Regions from separate parts of the Gossypium hirsutum genome. Here region 1 is linked to region 2. Evidence: chromatin contacts called from public Hi-C data. All regions are on one chromosome and are shown on one strand. Each heading gives the region's core, a stretch centred on a gene start, on an enhancer-like site or on the middle of the called end of the contact. The rest is flanking DNA. Distances are from core to core; before and after follow the strand shown.

Region 1 (6,307 bases), core at 68-2,567, 89 kb after region 2:
TTGTTGATTTTACTTTAATAAAATAAGATAAATAGAAAATCTAAAGTTTATAAGTGTTGATTAGTTACTTGTGTATGTTTTATTAATTTTCTTTTTCCTCGTGTTTACGTATGAAAGAAAGAACATGAAAGTAATTTTGGCATTTGAAAAATCTGCAGCCAATATAAGTATAAATAAATGGAATGTAATTTTTTAAATTTTCGTTTGAATCAAAATGTGAATTCCGTGCATTAACCTGATGTTAAAGTAATCACACGTTCGAATCGTATTAATTATTCTTTCTCTTCTTTTATAATTTATCAAAAAGAAATCGTCAATAAATACAAAACGAGTTTAAAAAGTCCATTCATTTTTTGTGGTATTATAAATTTTATATCATGTGATGCGACATGAGATTGTTGATGCTCAAAATTTATGTTTTTGTAATATTTTTTTATAATTTTTACCCCTGTTTGACACCAATTAATTGGATTGCATCCGTAATTTGATTATATACAACATTCTTGGTGTGGGTTAATAAAAGTTAATGAGATATATTTAAAACATTATTCAAAAAATAACATTTAACAAGAATTAGATGTATAAATAAAACATTTGTTCACCCCAATACGAATATACCTTCTAAAAAGAAAAAGCGGCGGCAGCAGAAGAAGAAATAGAAAATTAGTTTACTCCAAAAACCCATCCCATCCAAAATCCCCGGTCGTAGGGAGCCTTTTCACCCTTTTCACTCCACGTGGCTATTCTTCTCATTCATTCTCAATATCTCTCTTCCTTTTTCTTTTTTCTGTGCGCTTATATATAACTAGGGATTTAAATAGCAGTCCGTTATTGAAATAGTGGCCGTTATATAATGATAACGGTACCGTCCAAAATTACTATTGTTGAAACCCGCTATACACCATAAGTAGTGTAAAATTCACTATGGCGATACCCGCAATAACCGCAATACCATCTCCGCAATCGCGATAAACGTAATAGAACCGAAAATGCGACCGCAACCGCAATTTAAATCCCTGTATATGACTCTCTCTTCTATTTTTTCCTTTTCATTCCATTAAACCCTTTTAATTTCAAAGAATTATTATTAGCCTTCTGTTACGCTCGCCTCTTCTCTCAGTTTCTTTTACTTTCAGTTTTTCTTTTTTGGTTTTGATTGGTTCGAATATGTCGAAGACTATTCTGGTGACCGGCGGAGCCGGTTATATCGGGAGCCACACGGTGTTGCAGTTGTTGTTAAGCCGTTACAAAACAGTGGTTGTTGATAATCTCGACAATTCCTCGGATGTTGCTCCCAAAAGAGTCAAAGAACTCGCGGTTTCGGCAGGAACCTTTCCTCTCACCAGGTTCGTTGAACGATTGAATTCACCTATTTACGGTTTTTTTTAAAGAAGAAAATTGAAGATGTGTAGTTTTGTAATTATTTTAATGCTAGACTGCTTAGTTGGTTTGCCAGAGAGAAATCTCACTTAATCTTTGAGTTTTCATTGTTAATTTGGAGTGTAATTAGTTTAAATTTGATTAATCGAATTTGCTATAGCTGGCAACGTGTTACGCTGTAAAATTTCGATCATATGATGTTTAATTCTTTTTACACAAAAAAAACTGTTGAAATAGTTGCAAATAGTAGACTAATTTCACATTTTCTTTTTTTCTTAAAATTTCTGCTTCTGTTTGCCATATTATCTATTTTTGGTGTATGTTTGATTAATGAAGGAATTCGTGAATTGATTTCCATTCAACTATGTTATTAATTTATAAGTGCTTTTAAAAGTTAAATAAGTTGAAGAGTTTAAGAGAATCGGTGAGAATATGATCTTCTTTCTACTTGTGAATTCCATATCAAATGCATTAAATGGTAATACTTAAAAATATTTGTCAAAATCTGCTTAATTAAGCAACATAATAATTTGATTAAACAGATTTAAAGTCGGTGAATATTCCTTAAATATAAAAGAATATAATAATATAGTCCGTTTGGTTTTGTTTAATGTTTCAATTGTATTATTTTATTGTCGGTTCCCAAAAAGTGTTTTTTCCCATGTCTTTTGATCTGTATTTTACCCCCCTTTTTTTTAATATACATGGAAGGACTCTTTTGAATGGGAAATGATTGGATCTATTAATTGTTTTTCTTGATAATATTTAAAAGCTTTAAACATAAAATTTTTCTTCGGTAATTAATTGTTATCTCTTTTATCATCTGGAAACTGTTGAAGGGTCTCTATTATTATGTTTTTGCTTCAATTAATATACATTGGGATTTGTCTGATATTGCCTATAAATCAAATCCATCATGTGCTGCTGTATTATTGTCCCAAAATTAACAAGAATCATTAAATCACTTAAAACATGAAGTCATTGAAGTATTAACTAAGATTTGGACCACTGGTTTCAACTGCAGGTGGACCTTCGTGATAGACCAGCCATTCAAAAAATATTTGCTCAGACAAAGTACCGTCAGGAATTTATATTATATGTTTGGTTTTTTATTGTGCCTTCTCTACTTGCTCAAATTTCTAAGGTTATTACATTATCAGATTTGATGCTGTGATTCACTTTGCTGGACTAAACGCAGTTGGTGAAAGTGTAAGTAAACCATTGCTCTATCATGACAACAATATCATTGGGACAATACTCCTGTTGGAAGTCATGGCTGCACATGGATGTAACAATGTACATTTCTTTCCCTTCCTAGTGTGTGGGATAGTGTTTGCTCTCTTTTTTCCCTTTTGGCATCTGCTATGGAAATCATTAGAACCAGAGACGAAACAGACTTCGGTTTCTTCTTGATCAAACTGTAATCACAAACATACTAGCACCTTGTTAGATTCAGTTTATGGATTGTTTTGGCTTCTTGAGTTTTAGAAGTTGACCGATCTAATATGATACATTGCAGCTTGTCTTTTCATCATCTGCTGCTGTTTATGGCTGGCCAAAGAAGGTTCCATGTACAGAAGAGTTCCCCCTGTCTGCAGTGAATCCATACGGACGAACCAAGGTATGCGATGAGCATTTAACTGCATACCATTTAGCAGCTCAAGGAAACAATGTCTTCTTTTTTATGAATCCATTATGAATACTTTGGCATTTGTCAATTAAGAATAGTGTCATCTAATCATATTTGACATGGTGGTTCAGCTTTTCATTGAAGAGATTTGCCGCGACCTCCGTAATTCTGATTCTCAATGGAAGATCATACTGCTAAGATATTTTAATCCAGTTGGTGCTCATCCCAGTGGCCACATAGGTGAGGATCCCCGGGGTACTCCAAACAATCTCATGCCTTTTGTACAACAAGTTGCTGTTGGTAGGCTGCAAGCATTGACAGTGTTTGGAAAAGATTATGCAACGAAGGATGGTACCGGGGTAAGATTTTTTCTGTATGACACCTTCTTAGGTTCCAATGAATCTTGTTTCATATTTCAGAATTCGTTTTGAGTATGTTTATGAACTGGGATATGATTTTGAGTTCTACTGAGCTTCTACCAACAACTTTCTTTGTTAATTAAGCTTGATATTGTTAATCTCGATTTCGTCTACTCCTTGACACTGTGAATCCATGTTTTAAGCAAAACCTTTCTTTCCTTGTAATGAAGTCGACCAACCCCATGAAGCTCTGGCTCCCTTTTTCACACCAAGGGAAGGGAAATTTGAAATTTAACCAACATGCTTTAGGTCTTTTGGGTTATTTTTGTAGCTTAAACATCAATATTTGTTAGTGAAATTGAGTTCAATGCTTTGATCACTTGTGACAAAGGGGCCATTTCTTGTATCTTTTCAGGTTCGTGATTACGTCCATGTTGTTGATTTAGCAGATGGCCACATTGCCGCACTAAAAAAACTATCTGATCCTAAAATAGGTATTTATATAACATAGTATACGTATTGAAGTTAAAATTCAGTAGAATTGGTCCTTATTACCTATTCAATCACAGGTTGCGAGGTATACAACTTGGGAACAGGAAAGGGAACATCAGTTTTAGAAATGGTTACAGCATTTGAAAAGGCATCCGGGAAGGTAAATGATTCCTTGTTTAGTTTTCTTTAAAATTTTTATATATTGAGTTGTACTTATTTGTTATTCATGGTATTTATTTATTACTTTTTATCAGAAAATCCCTCTTCAAATAGCCGGACGTCGATCCGGTGATTCCGAAGTCATTTATGCTTCAATAAGAAAGGCCGAGACTGAATTGAAATGGAAGTAAGAGCTTTACATACATGCAAAATTTTAAGTTTATTAATGTAGGGTCATTAACTGCTTGCATAGTTCTACATGCATCCTGTTGTCAAACAACTCATACTGTTGAATTTTGGATTTATTCACAGAGCAAAGTATGGCATTGAAGAGATCTGCGAGGATCAGTGGAACTGGGCTAGTAAGAACCCATTTGGATATGGATCTCCTTCGTCAAAAAAATAGGATACCTAGACAATTTTTTTCATACCACACCATTCTTTCTATCCCATTTTTTTAGCTTAATTTTTTCCCTAATTCTTTTACCATTCAGATATGTTTTTTTAACCTTGTTAAAATGAACATTGATCATAATCATTAATTTGACAATGCCCTCTTTTTTCATTTTTTATAGAATTAAAATTTTCATTTTACTCTTATTTTAGTAACCTGTTTCCTATTAAAATGTAACTTTATACAAGACAATATGCTTAGAAAAAAGAAAGAACAAAAAAAAAAGCTTTTTTTGTCTACGATGCAATGTAAACATTCACTTTGGTTTTCAATTTTTACATATTAAATTTTAGGTTAAAATATAATTTATCCTTTGAAATTATCTAAAAGTATCTAATTGATATTAATTTTTTTTTAGGTCTAATAAGTACTTGAACTTTTATTCCATTACACACTATGGTGCCTCCATACTAAAACATAATAGTTTGTTAAATAATAATCATAGAAGCCTAATTTCGTCCGACCCAATAAAAATAAATAAATAATAATAAAAGTCCATTAAATAGTCCATATTATAAGCCCAAATACAAAAAAAAAACTAAAAGTCTAAAAATCTTAAAGTCCAAAGCCCACTATCTAAACCTAAACAGAAAGAAACCCTAATCCCCTAAGACTTCACCAGTTGCCGCTGCTCCTTTGCTTTGCCACACCAATGGGCACGCCTCCCGAAGTCCCCATGCCTCGAGGTCTACCTCCTCTACCACCATTTCATCAAAATGGCAAGGGACTTGCCTTTCCACTGCCGTTGACTCAGCCCTTTACCATGAAAAACCTGCAAAAAAGATAAAAACACAAAAATAGAAAAGCAGGAACAGTAGAAACAAAAAAGGAGAAAAGAAAAAAAAAACTAATATCCTGTAATCTATTTGGCTATAAAAGCTGAAACCACTATAACAAAAGAAATCGAATAACAAAAAATAACGAAGTTCAAAAAAAAAGTAGTTCATTTTATTTATTTATTTATTTTTGAAAAAATAAGAATAAAAACAAAGTTTAAATTTTTACCTGTTAAGAGCTGTCGTCGAGAACAACCTCCGATTTGAAAAGCCTCAAAACCCTTTGAGGTTCCGTTGAGGGCCTTGCCGAAAAGGGAAGAAATTGAATGGTCTCTTCTTCCCTTTTCTTTTTTCATCACTCTCGGCCTTTTTTTGGGTGTTTTATTCCTAGATCTAACTCTAGGGTTTCGAAAGGATTTAAAAAAAACATTATTTTCTGACCACGAAAGGTAGTGGTTGTCGACGCCGATGACCGATGGCCGCGGTGGCATGCGGCACCCTTGTGGCCAGAGGGGAAGAGGGGATTTGAGAGAAGAAAAAGAAAGGGAATAGTTTTTTTTAACTGATAAAAATGAAATTTTTGAACATTTTAACTTATATAGACCCCTCAAAACGACGTCATTTTGGGCTTTGCTTCAGACGCCCAAAACGGAGTCATTTCAAAGCCAACCCAAATAATCCGACCCAACCCCCTAGGATCTTCGTGTTTTAGCATGGAGAGGCTAATTGCCATTTTGGTCCTTCCGCTTTTTTGCTTCTTATTAATTCCGTCCTACTCCTTTTTTATTTGTTTTAATTTTTACCCCATAATTTTAATTTCTTTGCAAATTAGTCTCTTGACCCACTGTTGACCTACCAAGGAAATGACACGTATGCTGGGTTGGGGAAAATAGCACCCTAGGTCCTTGTACTTTTTATTTTGTTTTGATTTAATCCTTTATTTGCTTTTTTTTTAATTTATGCTTAGAATTTCTTTTAGCTTTCAATTTAGTCCTTTGCCTACTTATTTTTTATTTGTCATTTTATTATTGTATTATTTCTAGCACTTTTATTTATG
Region 2 (5,542 bases), core at 1,776-4,275:
ATAGCGGTTGTTGTTATTAAAGTGGTGCATGAAAGGAAGGTTAGAGTGAGAAAAAAATGAAAAAACACTAAGAAAAAAGAAGAAGAAAATATGAGGCGATCGTGACCGCTACTAAATCATGTGATTATTCCAACTATAGTTAGTATCATTATCATACAAGTTAAAGTGATAGTGGGGATCATCGCATTTCTATCCATTGTTCATGTAACTAGAATTACAATAACTAAAAACAAACTTTTTAGTTCACTCAAAAAAGAATAAACGTTGTTAAGCTTAAAAAAAATAAAATATTTTCACTATAAAAATTTATGGAATAACGGTCCTTACCGTCTCGTGAAATTTTTTTCCACTATCACTATCACTATCACTACTATCAAGTTAAAAAAAAATTAATAGGTGAAATATATTTTAACGGGTATTCACAAGGGGAAAAAACTAGTTTAATGAAAAAGCTAAGAGATGAAAAAAAAGGAACCAAATTTTTTTTTTTTAAAAAAGGTGTGGGGTGAGCCCGTGACCATCTGATCACGTCGGTGGCAGGGTGTTAGCCTGGTGCCGCATGATAGCCAGGATTAGGGTTTTTATACATAGTCAGATCATGGTGTGGATTTTTGGCCCATGTCGATGTCTCTCCATAACCGCATTATTTTTCCCATCCAACATTCAAATCAAAATCAAACTCGTGTACAGACGATCACCTATCAACAGACGCTCTCAGAACCTCTGTACATGGGTCTTCAACTCTATATTTTTGACTTAATTAAGTGACATTTAGAACAGGCTCCACATCCGTTAACTCAACAAACAACCGAACTGGTTTAGTGTTCACGTTCCTTATCGAGCAATAAAGTGCAATCATTGTCTCTATGTCTTCATCATCTACACGTTTCATCTCGATAAATTTTATATTATTTGATGAAACTGGAAATTTGTAAAATAGTCTAGACATCCTCCTCGCACAACATCGAGCTATTTTTGCACTAATATTTTGTTTCATATCTTCGAGTTTTACATTCTTATTAAATCTCATTCCTATTTGCTGGTTAGATTCAAATATACAACCAACTGTTCTTTGTAAAATTACCCTTTCGAGATGAACGTATACAAATAATTAGTTATTCATCATCAATACAATATCTGGAAAAAAAAAGAAAAATAAAAAATAGCTTTTGTTTTAAAAAAATAGTAGCTCAAACTAAAAATATATATAATTACATACAAATAATTACAAACTAACCTTATAATCTCTAACTTGATGCTTGAAAAACCTGCACAAATCTTTCTTATTCTTTCTCTCTTTTTTCTCCCCTCCTACTAAACATAAATCTTCCCTTTTGTTTTCTCTCTCTCTTAAATAGACACCAAAAACATCAACAAAAACCACAACCTTCAACAAGTACAGTTTTTTTTTGCCTGGGGTGGGGTTATATGTTTTGGGTGGTGCCGCCTAACAGACTAGCAACACTCATTAAAAAATATTTACTTTTCTTTTTTTCTCCACCATGAATATCCGCATTTTTCATAGATATTTCAAAAAATACATATGAGTGCCGTTTGACATAGTAACGACACAAGAAAAAATCTTTAAAAAAAAAACACTGATGATTGGATAATTATTCGAGGAAAAAGAGTGGTGCCACTAGTTATTTAGACAATACTGATTTCCAATATAACAAATGGGTAATTTTTGTATATAAAATTGTCCAAATTTTTTTGGTAATTAATTAATATTTTAAAATTATTTATATAAAAAAACCTTGAATCGTCCATAACAAATTAGGCAAACTGTCCACTTTCTTTGGTCTAGCAATGGAATAACAAATTTATTAAATTTAATTATTGAATTAATTTATTATATTTCTAATATTCTATATGTTTTTATTTAAACTTGAATTTTTAATCTTACAATTTTATAATATTTAAAATCCATTTGCCTATAAATACACACAGATTCAATATAGCAATCGAAAATTAAATAAATACACACAGATTCAATATAGCAATCGAAAATTAAAATGGGTAACGAAATGTGTGCGATGAAGCAAATATATTTATAAAAAATATATATAAAACAATAAGGTCACTTAAAATGATTTCGAGACATTTCAGACAGTTGAAACTATAGTTTATAAATTCAAATTTTGGCATTAGTAACTAATTTATACATGAACTCATATAAAGAATTACATAGATGAATCTATTCAATTTAGATATGAGTGTCACCATATTATAAAAGAATCTGAGACCCAAACTTTTCATTGAATAAATTGTTACTAGTAATTTGTACATGAAAATGGTATCTCTTCTTCAACCTAAAATTACATATGCAGCCAATTTCTCTTTGTGAAAATTTTGAACCCCCCCCCCCGGAAGAAAAAAACCCAGAAAATTGGAACATTTTCTTTAAAGATTGCCATGCTATCTAAAACTCTTCAGGAATGCGATAAAGCACTGGAATATTACGATCAGGGCAAGGAGACACGATATTAACTCGGTTCCCTGGGAGGTCCACAAGTTCACGAGCTACATCTTTGAATTCCAGAACCCCTCCATCTTTGCATTTCGAAAGCAATCGAACAGCTTCTTCCCTTGTCATCTTCACCTTTACTCTTATATTCCTTGCTTTTGAATCAAAACCGGGGCTACTTCTCTTGATATCCTTGTGATCTTTAACTTCTAGCAATGGCTTTGTACTTGGAAAGGAATCATCGAAGTGTTTCTTGATGGGCGAATATCGATTCTTATTCAACCCATTCATGTTTATGAACTTGGATGCAGTAGTGTTGGATCCTAAAGCGATTTCATCAGAAAAAATCCAGTGGATAAAAGAAGCAACAAAGGTAAGCATTTTGTGTTTCTGGGGGAGAAAAAAGGATGGGTTTTCTTTGTTATTTAGTGATTTTGTAGTGACAATGGTGATTGCTGGTGCAAGAGCAATGAAATGCAGGGGTGAGTTTATATAGATAAAAGAAGCATGAGGGGAGGGTTAGGGAAGAGATAAGTGATTGGTGAGTGAAGGAGTGGATTATGGGCAAATGTGTGATTCTGTAACAATGACTTGGGTCAAGGCGTCAAGTGCACGACATTAGAACAAAGAAGAAAACTTGGTAACCCAAAAAATAAAAAATAAAAAATAAAAAAGAGGACAAATGAAAACTTCCGTTCGTTTCAGTCAAATTCAAGATTGACATTGACCTGTCAACACCAACTCGTGTTTCATGAATCTTAATTATAATATAATACTTAGAAACTCTTTTACGGTGGAACATAGTGCTGAAGGGTTTTTCACCAATTGAACGTATTTATAGAATGTATTCGGGTTCAAACATTTCGGTAAATAAATATTAGGCTATTGCTATTTCTCAAAAATGATTTATTTTTCTAAAAAAATTAATATTTTATTATATTTAGATGAATTTACATAAAATATTTTCTGTTATTTGATAGATTTTTTAAATATTTTATAAAAATTATTTTTAATGAAACAAACATACATTTGAGATTTTCTTATTTTTTATTGTTTAATTGAATTTATTTTTATCTATAATTTTATATTTTATATTGTTTTTACATATATTAAAAATATTATGTTAAATTCAAGTTCATTACAACGTTATTTTTTAATTACATGACTACCAAGTGAGTATTTTTTATTTAAAAATGTGATATCAATAAAATTGACAAAAAAAAATTAACAATGTCAACAATTGGACTTAATTTTCAATTTTAAAAAGTAAAGGGACTAAATTCTTAAAAATAAAAGTACAAAGATTAAATTGCAAATCTGTGAAGTGTACATAAGACTTATGACATATTTTAACCTTTATACTACAAAACATTTATTATTAATATATTTATAATTTTAATAAATATTTATTATTAAAATATTAATATTGAATATTTTTCAATAATATGTGAATAATATTATTTAAAATTATTATTTTTAAAATTTATTATTAAAATAAAATTGAAATATTAAATAATTTATTAAAATAATAAATTATATTTATTATATTAAAAATTTATTATATGATTAAATATAAATAATTAAATATGTATGTTTAATAATATTGAAAAATATAATATTTTAATAATTTTAAATAATTTAAAAATAAAAATAAAATTTATTATCAATATAATAATATTAAGCTTTATTTAAGTTAATTTTTATATAAAAATAAAATTATCTATAGAGAAGCCAGAAAATGACTTATGCTTTTCAAAAAGGGTAAATAATTTTATAGGAAAAATGGCTTATTTTTCGTTGACTTGCAACTCATTTTCCGTTGACTAAGCTATTTTTATAAATAAGTAATTATTTGATGCACGCTTTGAAGAGTTTTTTTTCTTGATAATTGAGATAGGGTTGTAGGGATGAAGTTGATACGAATTAAACCCAAGTTTTCATACCCAATAAAAATGTTTTTATAAATAAGTTAAGAGGTTGTTGACCACTTTAAAGACTTAAATTTTTATAGGTATACTTGTTGAAAATGTGATAAGTGTTTTGTTTTTTTAATTTAATTTTTTTATTATATCTTATAGAGCACACATTACCTTCTGTTGTGGAGTTTAAAAGACTACATTAAGGGATTATATTTCATGCAAGGTGAGACTTAGGCTATGTTTGATAAATTAAAAAATAAGTGTTGAAAAATAAGTGTTGTTATATAATAATTATAATAATACAAAGAGCACAAGAATAATAGATGAGAATAATTGGGATTTCTATTGCATTTCTCTTCTTTTTCATCATCATTACAAGTAGTATACTTATATATATATAGGGAGATTAGACTCCTCATTTTCTAATACATAAATAGGAAAGGGGTTACAAAAAGATGAAAGGTGAAAGGTTGATTATAATGAACATCCACTTAATAGCATTCATAACACTCCCCCTTGAATGATCATCTATAAAGGATATGCCTCATTAAAAACCTTATTAGGAAAAACCCTATGGGACAAAAACCTAGTGAAAGAAAAAAAAGTACATAATCTTTTGATACAAGTATGTCATAACTCTAAAAAAAATTGTAGTGCTAATTTACTCCCCCTCATGTAAGCATCACTTAAGATCTTTGAAACGACGCAATCCAATACTGAAAATTAACTTTTCAAATGTAGCGGTAGGGAGTGCCTAATTGAATTCTCGATTATTCTTTGCATCAGGTGAGAGGTGTTACAACAATGCATATTTTGATCCCCCTTATTTGAACATCATTTTATAACTCAAAATTGAGACATTCAATATTATTTATCAATAGTAAATTATCAACATATACAACAAATTTTGTTGATGCGTATCAATATAACAATAAAATTCAATTGCATTCTAATGTTTTAGATGTCACCAACAACTTTATAAAGCATGATGTATCGTATCATTCACTATTATCAATACAATGAGTGCATTGAACACATAAAAATGGTACTTCAGGACCATCATTTTATAACATTATTATTTGACTATTTGTATTTCCTTTTTAATATCTCCAATCTACTTGAAAAATTAGCCTAATTAATTTTGATTATATAAACA

The links. Hi-C and Micro-C count contacts between places; a contact is called where the count stands out from the background.
Region 1: a contact with region 2 is called in a Hi-C map of fibers, with 2.1 times the contacts expected there. The contact joins the enhancer-like site here to the promoter of LOC121215461 in region 2. A contact is called at or near these places in 4 of 34 Hi-C or Micro-C datasets (fibers, hypocotyl, leaf and 1 more).

What each region holds. Positions count from the first base shown.
Region 1 is chrD03:34,170,789-34,177,095 of Gossypium_hirsutum_v2.1, forward strand. It overlaps the pseudogene LOC107950949. Among protein-coding and RNA genes, the nearest start is that of LOC107950768, 59 kb to the right of the region's middle. Within about 2 kb of position 1,318, at least 2 of the 9 cell types and tissues checked have an H3K27ac peak or open chromatin away from gene starts, as enhancers often do.
Region 2 is chrD03:34,080,308-34,085,849 of Gossypium_hirsutum_v2.1, forward strand. LOC121215461 reads right to left here and starts at 3,026. Exons shown (of 1, transcript XM_041089990.1): 1 at 2,126-3,026. The coding sequence starts at 2,848. The coding sequence ends at 2,423.